4 separate regions of the Mus musculus genome follow, and regions 1, 2 and 3 are each linked to region 4. Evidence: chromatin contacts called from public HiCAR-type and promoter capture Hi-C data. All regions are on one chromosome and are shown on one strand. Each heading gives the region's core, a stretch centred on a gene start, on an enhancer-like site or on the middle of the called end of the contact. The rest is flanking DNA. Distances are from core to core; before and after follow the strand shown. Region 1 holds the start of Tmem126b (transmembrane protein 126B). Region 2 has its middle 32 kb from the start of Gm32164. Region 3 has its middle 12 kb from the start of Gm32164. Region 4 holds the start of Ccdc83 (coiled-coil domain containing 83).

Region 1 (2,700 bases), core at 112-2,611, 210 kb after region 4:
AAATGGAGCCTGACTCCAGGAAATCAACACACACAAAGAATGGGTTCCTTGATCTTCTTAAGGTGGTATACAATTGATCAAAAGACCAGTATTTCTGCCTTAATACAACACAGCATTTAAGTCAGTTCTTTAAGATAGCTGAGAAGGGGGGTGGGCAGAGCAGGCATAAAATACTTTACAAATTATATTTTTTTGGGGGGGACTAGACTTACATCTTTTGCTCCCCCCTCCTTCTGCTATCCAAATGGAAAAATGGAAGAAGAAATAGTATTTTCTAAGGAGGATTCTCTAACCAATCCATCTAGTGTACGATGAAGGCAGATATTAATAGCATCATGGCTAATCAAAAAAACGTAGAGAAATTTTTGTTCTGTTCTCATCCAATTCCCTGAACAGCCCTCTTCACCACCCACAGAAAATTTCCAGGCCTTTAAGACAGCTTTGGGGAAAAGGGTACCCACAATTATGGCTGCAGGACAGTCAATATTGAAATAATCAAAAGCAACAGCAAATATTTTTGGCATCTGGCATTTGCAAGGGTTTCACTACACTCTCCTTAATTAAGGAGATATAGATTATTAACTTGCCCAGAGTTTTTTGTTTTGTTTTGTTTTAACTTATTTTTGTGCTGTTGGTATAGACGCCTGGGCTTCAGGCCTGACAAGTGCTCCATCATCAGATTCCAAGGAAGTCTTTCAGCAAGAACTGAAAATGAAGATTTTTGCCACAACCAACGTTTAATCTGAGAGTTAAGGAAGTTCAAAGTCACTCAACTGATTAGATCACCATCCTTATACACGTTAAGTGCATTTGTGTGGGCGTATGGCCTGCAAAGTGTGTGTGTGTTGTATCTTTAAGTGTATTATTTGACCTTCAGAATTTTATTCAACATGATTTGTCCAGCCGTGGTGGATATTAGGTTCTCGGGTAATCAAAAAAGTGAATGCATTCAAGAAGCCATCATAACCTTGCGTTAAGTCAGAACACATCAAATCAATAAAATGCAGGAGACTTAAACAGAATGAGAGAACTGGAGGTCGGGCCGGGTGGGGTAAGGCGATAAAGTATTTGTAATTGAAGAAAGGTCCTCGAGAAAGAGAAACAAGCTGCATTTAATCGGCGTAGACTTCAGGTCTACGCTGTTCGGAACTAGAGATTTGATTACACTCTACATAAAGTCGGGTTCGGTTCTATTTGCTCAAATCCTTCACGTGCATCATCTCCGAGGAGGCGACCCACACCACCCTAGATTTCCGCCTACCTGGGGTGCTTCCCTATTTCCCTCCTGCACAACACCAGCAACCTTCGACTCGGACCAACTTGGTCGCTGGGACGCCGCCATCTTAGCGCCTCACGTGACTGACAGGAGGGCGTGGCCGGAGCGCCTGGGGCGGGACTTGCAGCTGTCTGACAGCTCGTACCTTTAGTCCGGTACTCCCCCACCCAGTCAAAAGCCGCGCCCTCCAGCCGGGCGGAGGTTGGGCGTGGCGTCGCAGAAGTGCGATCTCTCATTGGCTCCGAGGAAGGCTCAGGGTCAGGGGCCCGCCCCTAGCCAGCCTTGCCTTGTCCTCTGCCAAATTGTCAGCCTGGCCAACCTGAAGGGAACCAGGGGCGGTTCGGGCGCAGGCCTGTTGCTGCGCGCCTTCTTCTCAGGGCGGCTGGGGTAACCGAGCCCTGGTAGTTCCTTCGGCCCGGTCGGTGTGTTAAGGCTGTGGTTTCTAAGGTTCCTCCTCAGAGCCTCCAGCCCGTCTCCCCGGCGCGGCCACAGCAGCACGGGCTAGCCTGCTCTCTACAGTCTTCAGTCCCCATAGTCCACCCTCAAGCCCCGCTTGGAAAGGGTTCAGTTAGAAATATCCCTTTTCCCTGCTCCCCCGAAGAGCCCTGGTCGGCCAGTGTTTTAGGGGTGGATGGTGCTGCGAGGAGGCCAGGCGCGCTTCCGTGCACGTGAAATGCCCAGCAGCGTCTGCCAGACCCGCAACCCCCGACCCTCCAGTCTCCATGTCTTAGGCAAGCCAAATTCGAGAGTTATATAATTTCTAGTGCTGCTGTTTCTCTTGCCCGAGGAAACACTTCATCGCTTGGAGGGTGCAGGACATTTCGGTGCTCTTCTGTATAAGATCGGGGTGTGGGCAGGGGTGGCCAGCGGTGGCAGAGAAATGTCTTTTCTGCAAAAGGAAGGTGGGTAGATTGGAGAGAGACTGAGAAAGGGTGGATGTGGAAGCCAAACAGCTGCACTCTCATTTAGGAAATCGCGGACTATTTGCATAGTGTGTGATTGCATGCCTAATACTACTACAGCGTCTCTGAAAACACCTTTTGGGGAAGGTTTGGTTTCTCCTTTCCAGCAGCCTCAGTGTTTTTCTTCGCCGGATAGGAAGCTGCTTGTTTGCGAAGAGATGGCATGATGTGAATGACTCCAGTGTGAAGAAGTCTGCTTCGCCAAATCATCCTGCATCAAGTGCCCATTGAATAGCACTGTCACTTTAATGTCTCCATGCCAAGGGATTGCCTTCCTTCTTTTCAATCCTCTCAGTTAATACACAGGAGGATCAGGATCTGAGGGGCATTAAGGATCAAGCCTTGGGGGCTTGGAGACCACAGAAGAAAAATAGGAAAGTGACAAGCTGGATAGTGTTTTACTGAGGGGCGAGAAACAGAACCAGTAAATAGAAGGGGGCCTTTGAATCTCTCTTTTGCCCC
Region 2 (2,700 bases), core at 87-2,586, 170 kb before region 4:
AGACAGAGTTGTTCTTGCTTCAGATAAAAATTCCAATTCACTTGAAACAGTCATAATATTTGGGTTCAGATCATGAATAGTTCTAACATATCCAAATATTTAAAATGTTTCATGTGCATTGGCATTAAATTAGTACAGGATAAAGATACTGTTTAGTAGCAATCTACAAAAATATATTTCTTCAGCATCCTCACTTCATAGTCCACTTCGGAAGTCTGTGATGTCGCATCTTTCAGAGGCCTGGAAACTAGGCAGAAGGGTAAGAAATCTGACAATACTATCAACATTTTCAATCCTGAATAGTGTTAATATAATAATAAGAGTTAGTCCCTTATTCTAGGGATTTCCATTTGAAAGGCTTGCTGTTCTTCACTTTCCTTGCCTAATGCTTTATTAATTTTCATTTCCTAAGGCTGCATGCATGACTTGAATTCAAATAAAATCAAATGCTTTTCCACATATCTGAATTTACAATTTAACTCTTTTAGTAGACAGAAATATGTTTTTCCAGGAGTCTGACACAGAAGCCTTAGTTGGAGTTCCTATTGTTGTGATAAAAACACCAGGATCAAAAGCAGCTCGGGGAGGAAGGAGCTGTATTTCAGTCTGTAGCTCTCAGGTCAGAGCCCATCATTTAAGGAAATCAGGACAGGAACTCAAGGCAGGAAACTGGAGGCAGGAACTAGAGCAGAGGCCCGGGAGGAGTGCTGAATGCTAGCTTATTCACATGGTTTGCTCAGTCTGCATTCTTGTAGCATCTAGGACTACAGCTCAGCGATGGCACCGCCCACAGTGAGCCAGATCAGCCAAAAATGCACTTCAGACTTACCCACGAGACAATCTGGTTGGGGGCATTCTCTCAGTTGAGGTTCCCTCTTCTAAAATGACCATAGATTGGGGCAAGTTGACATTAAGCTAGCTAACACATACAGTAACCGTGTCCAGGCAACCACATGAGTGTTCTCATCCCCTCATCCCCTCTCCCCTTTTGTGGTTCTCTCTCTGTCTCTCTCTGTCTCTGTCTCTATCTGTCTCTGTCTCTCTCTGTCTCTGTCTCTCTCTGTCTCTGTCTCTCTCTCTCTCCAGAAGTTGGTGTCCAGTGTTTTTCCTAATTGGTCTTTACCCCCTACCTGCCAGAGGGCAGTCACCACTTATTTTGAAAGGGAGATGCATTATAGAAACCTTGGCAGGACTAGAGCTTTTCAAATGCAGATATTCAAATGTCAATGTCCCAGCTCTAATAAAAACACAATTATTATCTGATGAGACCTTGATCCCGGAGCTCACTTATTCAGCCATCCCAGCTAGCCGGCTAACTCCGGTGAACTTCCTCATGTCTCCAGCTTCTCTCTCAGTGCTAGGATCAAAGGCCCCCGACCGAGGCTGTGTCCAGCTCTGTAGCTTGTTCTGTGGTCACTGACAGGATCATGTTCAGGTCCTCATAAGTGTGGCAAGTACTTTACAGGTCCTTCTTCCCAGCCCTTGTATTTATTCCTTAGTGACAAAGAAACATGGATGCTTGAAATCTCAGAAACATCTAGAAAGGAAATCAACAATGCAAAATGGGCAATTGTTTTTTCTGGAGCAGGAGGTACGTGTGAGATGGAGTGTCCTTCTATATTAAGAATGTGTTAATATATCTTCAAGAAGAGTACAGAGCATTTCTTTCCAAAGCACTTTTTTTCTCTGATCTGGGATCATATTTATGGAATATACCATCCTTAGACCAAAGTGTTCTATAAAACAAAAATGTTATCTGAAGCCAGTTTTTTTTTCCCCAAAGAAAGCCCCAAAATGAAATAAATGGCTAGAGTGAAGATTTTGGGAATGTTTGAACAAGTTCTCATGTTCTGATGTCATTGTAGGAAAATCCCAGCACTGTGGCACAGGGCGGGTGCTTGTTTCTGGTTCCATTGCAAAACATGACAGTCTTGACTAGACTTAATCCAAGTGGACATAATTATGCAGCCCAGTTCCACATCATTAGAGAGAGTTGACGCCTCTGCCAGGATTCTGCCAACACTGTTTCTAGCCAGACATCCATTAGTAAATACTGCAGTCTTAAAATACGGCTTGGCTTCTGTGGCTGGGTTGTCTGCATAATGAAAACTAGGTCCAGACTTTTAGAAGGATCATCTTGGATACACAGAGAAATCCCTGCCGGTGAGGCAGTTGGGAATTTGGCATAAGCTTGGCTCACATCTGTAATCCCAACAATTGGTAGCTGAGGCAGGAGAAGTGGCTGTCAGACTGAGGCCAGCACAGGCTACATCATGAGTCTCACGTGAGCCTGGGCTTCAGAACGAGATCTTAATTTAAAATAAATAACTAAATAGAGATAAACTTGTTGTATATAGAGTGTAATTTTGGCAATGGTCTTTTGATTCTGTTTTTCAATGAAGTGCTTTTAGTTGAAAATTTGTCTTTTCTGTTCTTTGACAATGCTAAGTACAGAGGTAACTAGATCTCTAGTTTTTTGTCTTATTTAATGTTGCATTTTACTTTTTTTTTTTACAGAAAGAAACATAAATTAATATACTACCTCTCTTCAAACCAAATACTTGTTCTTTTTATATGGTGTTTCTAAAATATTGAAAGGTTTTGATTGAAAGTCACATTGTAAATAATTATAATGCTTGAGGCATTCTCTAAAGCCATGAACCCTTTAGTTAGTAGCTACTTCCAATTTTAAGAGCATGT
Region 3 (2,700 bases), core at 27-2,526, 190 kb before region 4:
CTATGGGAGTCTTTGCTTATTGGGTCACTTCAAGGACAGGAATGAAAGTATATTACTATACATTTGTTTTAGATTTTAATGACTTTCCTAATTTGTTTACTGGTATTTTAGAACATTTCTTTTTTTTATTGTACATATCCTGTAAGGTACTCACAAACTCTACATTGAATAGTTTGCTTGGAACCCTAATGACATAACAACCGTTTTTACACTGACACCTCTCTACGCGTACATGCACACACAAGCACATGCTGGAGTTAGGGCCTACATAGAACTAGGTAACTGGTGTACTGTTAAAGCCAGACTCCCGGGCCTATTTTTTGGGGGGTAGATTTTTGGACAGTAACTTTTATGTAATATAGTTGATTTATTTTATAAATGTTTTTATTCTACTCATTTTCCATGTCCAATTGCTGTCTGCAAGTTTCGAACTTTATTTCCCGTGTGATAATCAGCCACAGTCCAGACTGTCTTGTAAGGAGTTTAGTTAGAGAGCAGTGTAAAGACTGTCTTGATAAAAGGATCTTGAGGCCAGGGAGGTTAGATTAGAGACTAGTAAAATAACCCATACTGAGAGTCTTGTCTATATGTGGGACAAGAAGAGACACGTGTGTGAATAATCTTAGGTCGACTGAAGAATGGAGTGGCATAAGAAATGGAGGGGAAAGATCAGATTTTTCCCATGGGTGTGGAGATGGTAAATCCACTAAGAAAGACCACTTTCTCTATTGTTTTCTAAATACAGAAGGGTTTCAAACTGTTCAAGGAGCAGCAAGAAAAATACATTGTGAAAACTCAGAATATAAGACAAGCCTCTTTTAGTTCACAATACAATCTGTGTATGCCCAAAATTTTCACACCTGAACCTAAAATTGAACAGAACTGGAATCATTAAAAAAAGAAGGCCACACAGGGCTAGTAATCGTATTCACTGAGGCTCTATTGGAGATGGTAATCAAACATGTTTAAATGTTACCTTCCAAGCAGTGGCTGCAAGTTGCTAAGTTTGTGGGCAGAACAGTCTTTCCTCTCTACAAAAGCAGAGCTCTGAAAGTGCCAAGCAAGGCCACAAGTGCTCCAACTACATCCTTTCCAAGATGCTAATGCTTTCTGCTTTCACTCAAAATTCTCAAAGCCTCTTCAGTGGGCAAAGAACAGGACAGAATAGCTGGCCTGGTCTAAGATGGCATGGGCAGCCAACCATGCAAAAAGGAGTGGTTGAGGCCACCCGCCCAGAAACAGCACACTCTCACTAAACCACACTTCTTTCCTCCCTCCGCCCAAATACTCCAGCTGGCACAGGGAGGGGCAGTTTCTGAGCCATCAGCATACAGCCTTCCTTGGTTGCATCTGGCTGCCCTGTTACCACACTTTCCAAGTTAGAATTCTAGATGTGTAACAAACAGATTTCTAGAAAGGAATCCATAGTGTGTAGTTGTTGAGGTGAAAGTACATCACTTGAAAGACTGATTCAACAAGTACTTAGGCATCACCATTTAAATGTCAGGTACCATTTTAGGTACTGGCAGACAGAGTGGTGAAGAGCAGAGGGATGTGTTATATAATAGGAATAGGTGTCATAAATAGTATGTTAGCATTTTAACATTAGCTCTAGTAAGTTATATTTATAACTCAAGGGGAGCACGGTCAGGCAGATAATTACATTGCAGGTCTTTGACATCTACTTGAATTCCAGCCATAAGAAAAGGACCAACTGGAGCTAGCTTGGCATCACTGACACAGCCTTTATCCTAGTGGGAAGGCATGGCTCCCTTTTCTGAGCTGCCCTGAACTTCTTTTGATCCTTTGAAGACCATTCCATCTTCTACAGTGTTACGATTATTTACTTATGTCTTGTCAGACTTTGTAGATTCCTTCAAAGCAAGCTGCCTTTGCTCATTGTCCAGTCCATCTCCTGATGCTGCCCCCATCTCTCCTTTCAAATTCTTCCACACACTTATTTGCTAGTTCCTGTATTTTCTGGCTTGTGCTCCTACATGCAGGTCCCTTGGATAGGATACTTTGCTCTTTATTGTCTGGAAGAGCTATGGCTCTTCTTGGAAGAATCAACTCAGAAGGAATCTAAATTAGGCCCTCTAACTTCCCTGTGCAATGTGTAATCATATGCTCCTGTCCTTGCAGGAGTCTAAGCTTATCTATTAGCTCATTGACCCCACCCACACCCCAATCATCTTGTGGGTCAAAAAGCTCTAAGACCAAGTATTCATTTTCTCATCTATAGCCTTGGGATATTGCACCTTTGTCTGAAAAAGTATCTCAGAAAAAGTGCATAGAGAAATTGATATGCCTTCTTCTGAACCAGGCAAGAGATAGCTACATGAATCAGAAGTTCTTTGGTTTTACACATATATATATCAACCACTACAACAAGATCCTTCTTTTGTCCTTGATAGAGGTTTTTCTGGTACTTAGTCTTTGGCTCAAAGGCTTTGTGACTTGTTAGAAGCCAAGCAGTGGATAGAGGCCAAGATGAAGAGCATGCACACCCACACGGATGTTCCCTGACCCACACTAGGGTTACACCTTGATCAAACCATCCCAAGATGAATATAACCAGGAAGTACGTTTAATGCATCTAACTTATTGAACAAATGTTTTATAGACAAATGGGGTGCAAAACCCATAAAACAGAATATCCCAAAATGCCACACACAACACAGTATGTTGTAGAGCAGCGGC
Region 4 (2,760 bases), core at 2-2,501:
GTTGAGGCAAGGTCTCACACTTGGACCTATAGCTTGCTAACTCAGCGAGTCCAGCTAGTCAGTGGGTTCTGGGATCCATCTCTGCCTCCCAGACACTGCGATTCCACCATGCCCACCGTCCCAACGTTTCTATGGGCACTGGGGATCTAGAACCTGGTCTATATACTCACACAGCTCACATTTCCCCACTGAGTCATCTCCCCATCCCAGCAAAATTCTTTGGAATTCAAGTGTTCATTTATGCCAGGAACGCTTTTTGACCTAGAGAAGGTTTTCTGTCTCACTAGAATGCACTGTTAACAGAATCAGAAATGCACTCCAGCGTTAAAACAAAATGAAGTTGATTTACTTAAGTCCTTTTACAAGTGGTAATTCCATCTAAAATTACTTTAAAATCCTTCACACGTCTTTTCATATAGACTATATATATGTACATAGTCCCAAATAGTGTGAAAATGCAAAGCTTATTCATTTTAGAAAAGTACCATTAAAACCGTTTGTTGAGATCTATGTGTTTAGAAACATGTAGATGAATGACATTGTCACACATCTTTTGGAGGTATCAAGCTTTCCTCAGCTTGGGAACCACTGGGGACACTAGGAGAAGGAAGGAGAAGTGGAACCTCTGATTCCCCACTAAGTCAGTTCAGCACAGGTTTTGGTCCTGTCTGACCCCCAGTTTCTTTCTCCATCTTTTCCATCTCGTTTCAGAACTGTTAAGAGTATTCATAAAGCTTTGAGGAAATTGTGGAGTGGTAGACAGCAACACAAAGGTCTACTTATTCTGTGAGGTTGGGACTCCAAGACACCAAAGGGATGCTTGAGTCTTGGGATACTACCAATCATTATAGATGCCATCACAGCCTCCGCCCCCTTCCGTACTGTGTACCTATAAACCTGTAACAAAACTTAGTATAAATTAAAGATTAATAATACTGGAATAGAACAGTTATCAGATATGACAAACGTTACTTAAACAAAAATGCTTATTTCAGGCATTTTCCATTTAATACCCACCCCTTAAGCCCATCCATCACAAAGATCCTCAGGTACCTGAAACTGATAAAGGGGGACTACTGCATCAGAGGGCTGGGCATCTACTGAGTTAAGAGACTGCGCTAGGACACCCTGAAGGTTACAAACCTTTAAGTTTAGGGCGGCTAAAACCAGGCAGGTATCCCTGTCTCCAGAGTGGTGAAAGAGGGGCACGGCTTGGAGAACCCTTCTCAACAGTTCTTAACCGCTCAGGAACAACGCTCCGAGGGAAAAACCAGAGGGCGCGACCCCAGGCCCATCTCGTGTCAGGGCAAATCAAGAGGAGGGCGTGTCCGCTGTAGTGGGGGAGGGTTCCTATAAAGTTTTGGGGGCAGACTGAAGAAGTCAGAGGTCACACAAGGATGTTAGCTTTCTCCCAGTATCGTCTCCAGCGTTTTCAGGTGAGAATTCCGGGTTGTGGGCTGGTGGTTCTCAAGTACAAATAGCCCAAAGCACTCTCCCTCCCTCCCTTCCAACCCCATCCGGGTCACTTCCCGCTGTTTTCAAAGCGACTGGCATCTTCATCTACTATCCCATTCTGGTTTAGGCACCATGGCGATTCGCGCGCGCCACCTGGCGGGCATATGAGGAATAGTGCGGGTGAGGGAGTGCATGCAGAGGTTAGGGCAGTGGTCCAGTCCTTTCTTCTTTTCCCCCAAGGCCTCTCTCTCCTCTTTTCGAATTCTCTGTGCTTGGAAGGTGGTGTATGTAAATAGGACTCCAGCTTTGTGCGCATGCCTCGCTCGGGTCATTGCAAGCTTATATTTGCTGATATAAAATGACTCCTCTGTGATTTCAAAACAACTCCCCGGGTGTGGGAAGGGGCAGAACTCCTGTGACAGAGGTGCTCTGCTTTTCTGTCTGCGTTTGTCAGCTTGGTTTAACTCTTCAAGTGCTCACAGGGCAACTTGAGGCACTGAAGTCTTTGCATCTGTCTTCTCATTTTACTTTTAAGCGTTTAACAAAGCAATATAGTGCAGTTCAGCCTCATCCTGAAGGCAGTCTATTAAAGCCTCCCATTTCTCTCATTACACTCCAGTAATTTTCTTTTTTTGGCCTGGGAAGTCAGAAGCCAGGCTCTTTTAGGCCTCCGACTCACTTCCAAGTGATCTAGTTGGCTTAAAAAATAGATTAAAACATAGTAAGGAATTTTTAAAAACCTTTTTTGGTTCTTTGTGAATTTTACATTATGCACCCCAATCCCTCTCATTTCCCCATCCATTCATACTCATCCTTGGCCTTTGTAACCTCCCACCACACAAGATAACAACAACAAAAAAATTACAATTGAAAAAAAAATCAGGCCGGGCAGTGGTGGTGCATGTCTTTAATCCCAGCACTTAGGAGGCAGAGGCAGGTGGATTTCTGAGTTCCAGGACAGCCAGGGCTATACAGAGAAACCCCATCTCGAAAACCCAAACGAACCAACCAACCACACAAAACAACAACAACAAACAAACAAGCCACCTGCCCTCCAAAAATGCCTAGTGGAAGCTGTAGTGTATCACAGCGTGTTATACATCTTTACTTGCAACGAGTCGTTGGTCTGGTTGGAGGCTACTGGCTTTTGCTACACTATCAATACTGGGTCCTTACTGGGACTCCTCTTAGATATCCTGTTGTTGCCCTGTGTCATGAAGAACCTGCAGCTTCGGGTCAGCAGGGCTGGTCACCCCATCCATATAGCGATGGGAAAGCTGTTGGGTTAGATTGAGGATGAGGCGT

Evidence for each region. Promoter capture Hi-C pulls out the DNA fragments that hold promoters and counts their contacts. HiCAR-type assays count read pairs that join an accessible place to other places.
Region 1: a contact with region 4 is called in a promoter capture Hi-C map of neural stem cells. The contact joins the promoter of Tmem126b here to the promoter of Ccdc83 in region 4. A contact is called at or near these places in 10 of 39 promoter capture datasets (the 3T3-L1 cell line, the HPC-7 cell line, hematopoietic stem and progenitor cells and 5 more), 2 of 484 Hi-C or Micro-C datasets (both in embryonic stem cells), 2 of 115 datasets of contacts at active chromatin or transcription factors (large pre-B cells and pro-B cells) and 2 of 9 other capture datasets (adipose tissue and liver).
Region 2: a contact with region 4 is called in a HiCAR-type map of fibro-adipogenic progenitors, with 4 times the contacts expected there. The contact joins the enhancer-like site here to the promoter of Ccdc83 in region 4. A contact is called at or near these places in 11 of 39 promoter capture datasets (the 3T3-L1 cell line, embryonic stem cells, frontonasal cranial neural crest and 6 more), 3 of 484 Hi-C or Micro-C datasets (the G1E-ER4 cell line, the N1E-115 cell line and cortical neurons), 1 of 115 datasets of contacts at active chromatin or transcription factors (fibro-adipogenic progenitors) and 3 of 9 other capture datasets (adipose tissue, liver and macrophages).
Region 3: a promoter capture Hi-C map of the HPC-7 cell line shows a contact between it and region 4, with 2.9 times the contacts expected there. The contact joins the enhancer-like site here to the promoter of Ccdc83 in region 4. A contact is called at or near these places in 8 of 39 promoter capture datasets (the 3T3-L1 cell line, the HPC-7 cell line, HPC-7-derived erythroid cells and 5 more), 1 of 115 datasets of contacts at active chromatin or transcription factors (craniofacial prominence) and 2 of 9 other capture datasets (adipose tissue and liver).

Annotation. Positions count from the first base shown.
Region 1 is chr7:90,474,634-90,477,333 of GRCm38.p6, forward strand. It overlaps Tmem126b (transmembrane protein 126B), which reads right to left and starts at 1,362. Exons shown (of 5, transcript NM_026734.2): 1 at 1,262-1,362. The coding sequence starts at 1,342. It also overlaps a transcript of Dlg2 not described here.
Region 2 is chr7:90,093,980-90,096,679 of GRCm38.p6, forward strand. No RefSeq gene overlaps it. Among named protein-coding and RNA genes, the nearest start is that of Gm32164, 32 kb to the left of the region's middle. Within about 2 kb of position 1,337, at least 16 of the 459 cell types and tissues checked have an H3K27ac peak or open chromatin away from gene starts, as enhancers often do. A contact at or near this core is called in fibro-adipogenic progenitors, where this site is marked.
Region 3 is chr7:90,073,560-90,076,259 of GRCm38.p6, forward strand. No RefSeq gene overlaps it. Among named protein-coding and RNA genes, the nearest start is that of Gm32164, 12 kb to the left of the region's middle. Within about 2 kb of position 1,277, at least 31 of the 459 cell types and tissues checked have an H3K27ac peak or open chromatin away from gene starts, as enhancers often do. A contact at or near this core is called in the HPC-7 cell line, where this site is marked.
Region 4 is chr7:90,264,181-90,266,940 of GRCm38.p6, forward strand. Ccdc83 (coiled-coil domain containing 83) reads right to left here and starts at 1,252. Exons shown (of 11, transcript NM_183293.1): 1 at 1,144-1,252.